Regions from separate parts of the Bactrocera dorsalis genome. Here region 1 is linked to region 2. Evidence: chromatin contacts called from public Hi-C data. All regions are on one chromosome and are shown on one strand. The core of a region is the stretch at or near the end of the contact, and the rest is flanking DNA. Distances in the headings are between cores, read along the strand shown.

What was found. Hi-C and Micro-C count contacts between places; a contact is called where the count stands out from the background.
Region 1: a Hi-C map of whole body shows a contact between it and region 2, with 2.5 times the contacts expected there. The contact joins two enhancer-like sites. A contact is called at or near these places in 2 of 2 Hi-C or Micro-C datasets (both in whole body).

Annotation. Positions count from the first base shown.
Region 1 is chr4:2,846,818-2,850,169 of ASM2337382v1, reverse strand. LOC105226124 (titin) reads right to left here. Exons shown (of 9, transcript XM_049454744.1): 4 at 1,476-2,372; 5 at 1-1,314. Among protein-coding and RNA genes, the nearest start is that of LOC105226126, 15 kb to the left of the region's middle. Within about 2 kb of position 1,704, the one cell type or tissue checked has open chromatin away from gene starts, as enhancers often do.
Region 2 is chr4:2,766,619-2,769,971 of ASM2337382v1, reverse strand. The region is part of intron 3 of LOC105226124 (titin); the gene reads right to left. Among protein-coding and RNA genes, the nearest start is that of LOC125778191, 62 kb to the right of the region's middle. Within about 2 kb of position 1,636, the one cell type or tissue checked has open chromatin away from gene starts, as enhancers often do.

The DNA.
Region 1 (3,352 bases), core at 455-2,954, 80 kb before region 2:
CGTCTTCCAGCTTAATCTTTTCTGCCTTGATTTCTGTCTTCAATATAAAAGGCGTCTGCGCAGTCTCGGCGGCTGGAAAGGACTCGCTTAATGTGGCTGGCACTTGTGGTGAAGGACTTGGTGTGATAGCAGTCAACAGCTGCTCCGGTTGAAGTGTCACAAATTGTGTTTGCGTTTGTTGATGCGGCTGGGTCTGCGGTGGTGGTTGTTGCAGTTGCTGTTGTGGTTGCACAATTGCATGTGGTTGCTGTGGCAACGTGCGTACATGTATCATTGGTGTCGAATGCGTTTGTGAACTGCTTTGGGCCTGCGCGGTCACATTTGCTGCTGCGCCTGCGTAAACCATCTCGCGCGCCATCGTCTTGCCAATACGCGCTTTGCGCCCCAAGATCGGAAATGCGGCACAATTGGTGGCGGTTGTGGTGGAGTTGGTGGTGCTGCAATTGGTAGCTACTGTTGAATTTGGCGTGGAGGGTGGAGGTGTCTCCGTTACTGATGTCAAGTCGTAGGCTTCGAGCACAGGCGGCGTATTGTTACAGTTATTACCCGCGTATTGCGGTGTTGTCTGTTGTCGGCTCTCCACCGGCACTGCCACTTTGCTGTCATTTTGATCGCTGCGTAAGAGCAGCTTTGCATTAGCCTCTTCAAGTGCCGCCGGCAATGACGCCGAGGACAGCTCCTGCTCCGTTAGTGTATCTAAGAGTTTTTCGTCGTTGGTTGTATAGCTTTCAGGCGGCGTTGGAGGCTGTACTACGCTCTCCTCGTACTGGCTTTTATTGTCCGAATCCTCTAACTTCAGCTCGGACTTAACCGCTTGCAACAGGTCCAAATGCTGTTGCGTATGTTGCTTGCCGAACAGTAACAGATCGTCGATTTCTGTTGGTGTTGCTGAAGCTAAAGCCATAGCTGTTGCTGTTACTGGTACGCTGGCGTGTGTCGCTGTTGTGGTTAAGGTTGTCGTCGTCGTCGATTTTTTAACTGGGCCTCTACTGGTAGTCAATGAATTGTTGATCGAGCTGCTGTTGTTGTTGCTGCTGCTCCTGCTGTTCTGGCTGTGGTTCGTCATATTCGAACTGTTGTGGTTGCTGTTGCTGCTGTTGTTGATTTCCCTGCTGCTGTTGCTGCCATTCATCAACGTATTGTTGTTGTTGCTCAAATGATTCATCGTTGAGCAATTGCTGTTGCTGCTGTTGTTCGTGCTGCAGCTGCTGCTGCTGTTGCTGTTGCTGCCGTTGTTGCTACCAATATGAGGCCCAGTATGGACGTTTTTTGGACACGATTGTTGCATTGGACACGGACACTGTGGTGGATATTCTGCAAATGAGAAGCAAAAACATATATTAAAGACGCGTTACAATAAGCAACAGCCATGTAGTCAGCCAAAATACGACATCAATATTCGATTTTTTTAATGTAGCCCACCCCTTACCCACAAATGTATCTACCGATTAGGTGAGAACCATACTTTTCCTTACCCATATACGGTCCCTGTATGCTGCGCGTATAGCACTGCCCTGCAGCGCCACCGCCCGGACTATAGCCGGTATAATAGCCCGGCGGACCTGGATAGTGTTCGAGATGCTGTGCGTGTGCTGCCGGTCCAGCCGGCACAAGCTGTGTTCCGGGGGGCGGTGCTGGTGGTGGTGGTCCCTGAATGGACGTTGGTGGTGGCGGTCCACTGGGTTGTGCTGCACCACTAGCCGCTGTCGGTGGTGGTGGTGGTGGTCCCTGTTCGTACAGTTCGGCCGGCGGAGGCGGATGACCTGGCTGATAGTATGGATAGCGCCGGTATGTCGAAGGTGGTGGCGGACCTGCGCTTTGATAGACTTTGGTCGAAAAGTAGGGTTGATAGGCGGGCGGTGAGTAGCACACCGCTTCCACCGGATATGGTGTACAATAGTTGGCCGGATACGCAGTCGAGTAGTGCATCTGCGCATGCATCGAACGTGGATATGGTGAGCTCTGATGAGCGGCGGCGGCCGCAGCAGCAGCAGCTGCGGCAGCAGCGGCGGCAGCTTGTTGATGAAGCTGCTGTTGATGCTGTTGCTGCTGCACCTGCTGGTGCTGTGTAGTGGGCGCGCCGCTATGTGCGACCGGCGGATAGCGGAACGGTGTCAAATCGCCACCGGTAATAAGCACATCACTGTCTGCGCTATCTGCGGCTGTAGCCGATGGTGGGGGCTGTTGGCCGGCAGCAAGCTCCGGATCAGAGCTAAGCGGCGCGGGTATTTGTTGAGATTTCTTGATAGCAGAAGCGGAAGCAGAGGTGACACCTGTCGGCAGAAGTGGCACATTAGGAGGCGGCGGTGGTGCAGCGGCTACAGTTGGTAGGACGTGTGGTGAGATCAATGGACCGGCAGGTTGGTAATAGCCTGAAAGTAAACAATAATAGTACAAAGCAATATTAGAAGTTGTGAAAAAAGTTGTAAATAAAATCTTATAATTAAAATGGATCATTAGAATTAGTCAAATGCGCCCAACTTGAGCTCGTTAATCTTCAAAATATAATAAAGTTGACACTCAGTGTCTCAGTTCCCGCCAGAAAACATAAACATCGGTCTATTTCATATTAAAAGGCATTCTGCACTATACAAAGCTACAACAACCGTACTAACATACGCAGAACGCTGTTGGTGTATAGCGGAAAATGCGCAGAAAACCCGAAAAGAAACAACAACAACAAAAAACTAACTATTTATCGCGCATTTTATATTTTTACAGTTGCAGGCGCTGCAATTGCTGTTGCTTTCGACTGCATACATTATACATTGGTTGTTAAACATGTTTTTGTTGCTGCGGGCGTTTTGCTTTGCTGTCACCGTTGTAAGAAAAATCTTACGTAAAAACGCGCGCTCATTGCAGTTACGCTGCGCTTGCTGTCGCCACTGAATGCGACAGCGTGTGCGCTTCCATTGGTTGTTGGCGGTAGGCAGAGCTAGCTGGCGCTGTTCGGTTAGGTAGTCGAGTCGGGCAATCGGCGCAACAACAAAAACAAGTTTTTATTTTATTTGCTTAATTTTTAATTTTTTACGCTTTGCTTTTCGCTTTTGCCTACAACCACATTCAATTGACAGTTGCTGCTGCATTTCGCCAACAGCAGCCAACAGCAACGGTGAACAATGTTGCCGTGAATGTGCGGCAAATAGCAACAGCGACAAAGGTAAAATGCTTAACAAAGCTATAAATTTAAATGTGAAAATTTCCTGGTTTAGTTTTCTTCTCTCGCTCTTAAAGCGATTGCTTTGCCGCTGCTGCTTGTGGCAAGTTGACTTTTGTAGTGTGGAAATTTGACATTTTGACTTTTACGTCCATGAGCGGCAAAGGTTAGTGAGGCATTGGACAAGTACAAAGT
Region 2 (3,353 bases), core at 387-2,886:
ACCATATGGTGTTGGAAAGGTGCGATTTTAAGCTTCATTTAACCAAAAACAATAAATTCGGGAACGTTGAAAAAAAGTTGCAGCTCAAAAACTCAAGCCTACGAGTGGTACAAAGCCTTCAAAGACTGTCGAAAAATCGTTGAACACAAGCCTCATTCTGGATGACCTATGGATATGGATATGGAATTTGAAAATCGTGAGGCAAGTGTTAGAGATATGTCTCGCGAGTCCGTTCGAACGATTCTGGTGGATATTTTGGATTTGAAACGCGTTCCTGATCGACTCGTCGCGATAAAGCTGAAACGGCCGGAATTGTAGAAGAACAATTCATGGATTTTACACGATTATAATGCACCATCGCATCGAGCCACGATTGTGACCGAATTTAAAGCCAAAAACGTTATGAATACCATCGATCAACCACGGTATTCACCAGATTTGGCTCCGTATAATTTTTTCTTGTGTCCGGAACTGAAATTCCCCTCACGTGGAAATCGCTCTCAGTCGATCGAAACAAAATTCACTGAAGGAGGTAAAGATCAAAATACAACTTTCCAAATGCCTCTTTTTACCGTTGTCCAGAACTGGTTCTGACCACGTTTTTGCATGAGGGGCAGTATTTCAAGGACGAATTGCGGATTTTACAAAAATTTAGAGCTAGAAGAGTTCATTCGATATTGTTACAAGTTATGGAACTAGTAAGTTTCCTAGATCCATGACGTCTTAATACGATGATACTTAAGCTTTACGTTTATCTGTTAGGATCAAGCGCTCAGGATCTGCTAAGCAGATGTTGGAGTCAACACAGATATACCCTTGCTTCTAGTTCTTTGGAACAAAAATTGCCCAGAATCTCCTAACGAAACCACAAAAACCCATAGCGATGATAAGATTTTGACCAAATTATACCAAAAACATGAATTTGCTCTGCAAATACTAATATCCAAATAGAAATGCAACGGAACGAGGTAGCATGGCAAGATTTCACACTAACAATAACGGCAGTAGATGCAAGTAAAAAATAAATAAACAAATAACAACAAGCAATGTGACGGTAATACACTTGGAAGTGGCATTGTTGTTGTTATCGCTGATACTGTTGCAACTTTTGTGCGAACTTACACTATAATAGAGTCAAAGTCCATAGCAAAAGTAACAAAAACAACTAGCGCAGCTGACCAACCGAGAGATACGTGCTACGAAGTCGCGCAGTCGGTTGGTCGGTTAGCCGAAAACGGTCGGTCAAACGGCGCGACACATGAGAAATAATAGCAATAAATATAAAAATTCAACTATTTGCAAAAGCGAACCAATATTTTGCTGACAACAAAATCCACAAGAGAGCGAGCAAATACGAGAAGAGCTGCGAAGTCAAATAATGACAAAAATGTGTGGAATAAAAATATCACATATAACGGCAGCTGAACAGGAAAATGAAAGAGAGCGCAAGAGAGAGAGAGAGCGTGAAACGTACACGAGCAATTTATGCACGCTCAGTAATCAAAGTCTCGTGCCGCACGATGACAACAACGATGTTATTTATCTTTCGCACTTGAAGCGTTCAAGTGTTTGCTTGTCAACGAAGTAGCCATTCGTGTGTCATGTACGAAGTGCCACGAAGCAATGGCCAGCATTTGATTGGTCAACGATGAGGGCCGGTGCGCACTTCGTGCATCGCATCGGTTGCATATGTAAATACAGCCATACAAAGTGATGAGGGAAGAGTGTGTAAAGTGGGCAACAGTTGAGCGTGAGAGCAGCACTCAGCAGTGCTTACATTTTTTTTTACATAACTTCTGCCGTGCGCGAGTCAACTGCAAATGATTTATTGTCTATAGCGCTGTCTTCAAAGCTTTACAGGGCGCAGAACAAGTATGCAAAAATAAAACTAATAATAATAAAGTGCATGGCAAAATAGAAAAATACGGAATAAGCGCGAGCAAATAGTGCGCGCAGCAATTGTTTTAAGATAATCAGGTTACGATGCGTTTATTAAACATGAAAAAGCGCTAGATTTCTTTGTTCTCTTTATAAATTTTTTTGCTTAAAAATAAGAAGTCAAATGGAAGCATATCGGATTATTTTATGATTTACGTCAATAATAATCATCAATGACTTTTAAAGCTGAGAATATGTGATTTGAAAGCACCTTCTGTAACAACACAGAATACGGTTAGAGCATGTAAATTTGTATGCAAAACGCTACAAAATCAACACTGGAGTCTTGCTGATTAGACGCCAAATAATTTGAGGTTACAAACGAATAACCGCCAACTAAACAGTTAAACGACAAAATGGATCTTTTTCGGTCATTCTATGACTGAAGCAAACGTCAACAAGCATGACATTATACACAAATGTCAATAGAAAAGTTGAAATAGAAAACGCTTTTTCTCTTCGCTCATTACCATTTCGCACATCATCAACGGCACGCATCATTAGCAGTCGGTTGCAGGCACGCATTCGGTATTAACCGTAAGCGCAGGCATTGTTGAGTGCTATTCCATCAGTCACACACTCAAATGGGGCCGTTACAATTCGATTAGTAATGCCACTGCCAGCTACCGGATTTGTGGCGTTACAAGCGGATATTAAATATACTAAGTACGCGAAGCAACAGGCGGATATGCAAACAGAGGTAGGTTCACACACATCTATCTGTTAGAACATATTGTGTGTACATTTTGCTATTATTTATGTTCTATATTTAAACAGCGCATAGCACCAACTGTAATGACAGCTCAGCATACAAACGTCAACGCCAGAATTAATGATGTCAAATGTGGTACGCGCGTATTACACAGCAAATGGCTGCATATACATATGTATAGTAAACAGGGCTCCAACTTGGTGCGTTGAGATGACGTATTAAGTATTAACAAATAATCCAAGTGTGTCGAAATGTAGATAATATATAGACGAGTCACGAGCGGAAGCAATCACGTGATAAAGCTTAACAATTAATGACGGAAAGTTATAAAATAAATGGTGAATTTCAATGAAAAGCGGTTAAAAATAAAGGAAATAAAAAGAAAATAAAAGCCAAGACGAAATATCTCCTGTCATCAAACAAACAGTGGGAGCCAAGTCACAGTTGACTGTCAGAACTTCGAAGTCGAGATAATTTCGCTTATCTTGGACCCAGCATTAACAGAAATAAGAACGTCAGCCTCGAAATCTGACGCAGAATACCTTTTGCCAACAGGAGCTTTTTCAGACTGAGTGGGCAATTGTAAAGTAGAGTCCTCTCTCGAGAAAAAAGCCGAAACTCTACAAGTCAAACATAACCCCTGTCCTGCTATATGGTACAGAGGCATGAACGATGGCAACATCTGATGAGTCGACGTTACGAG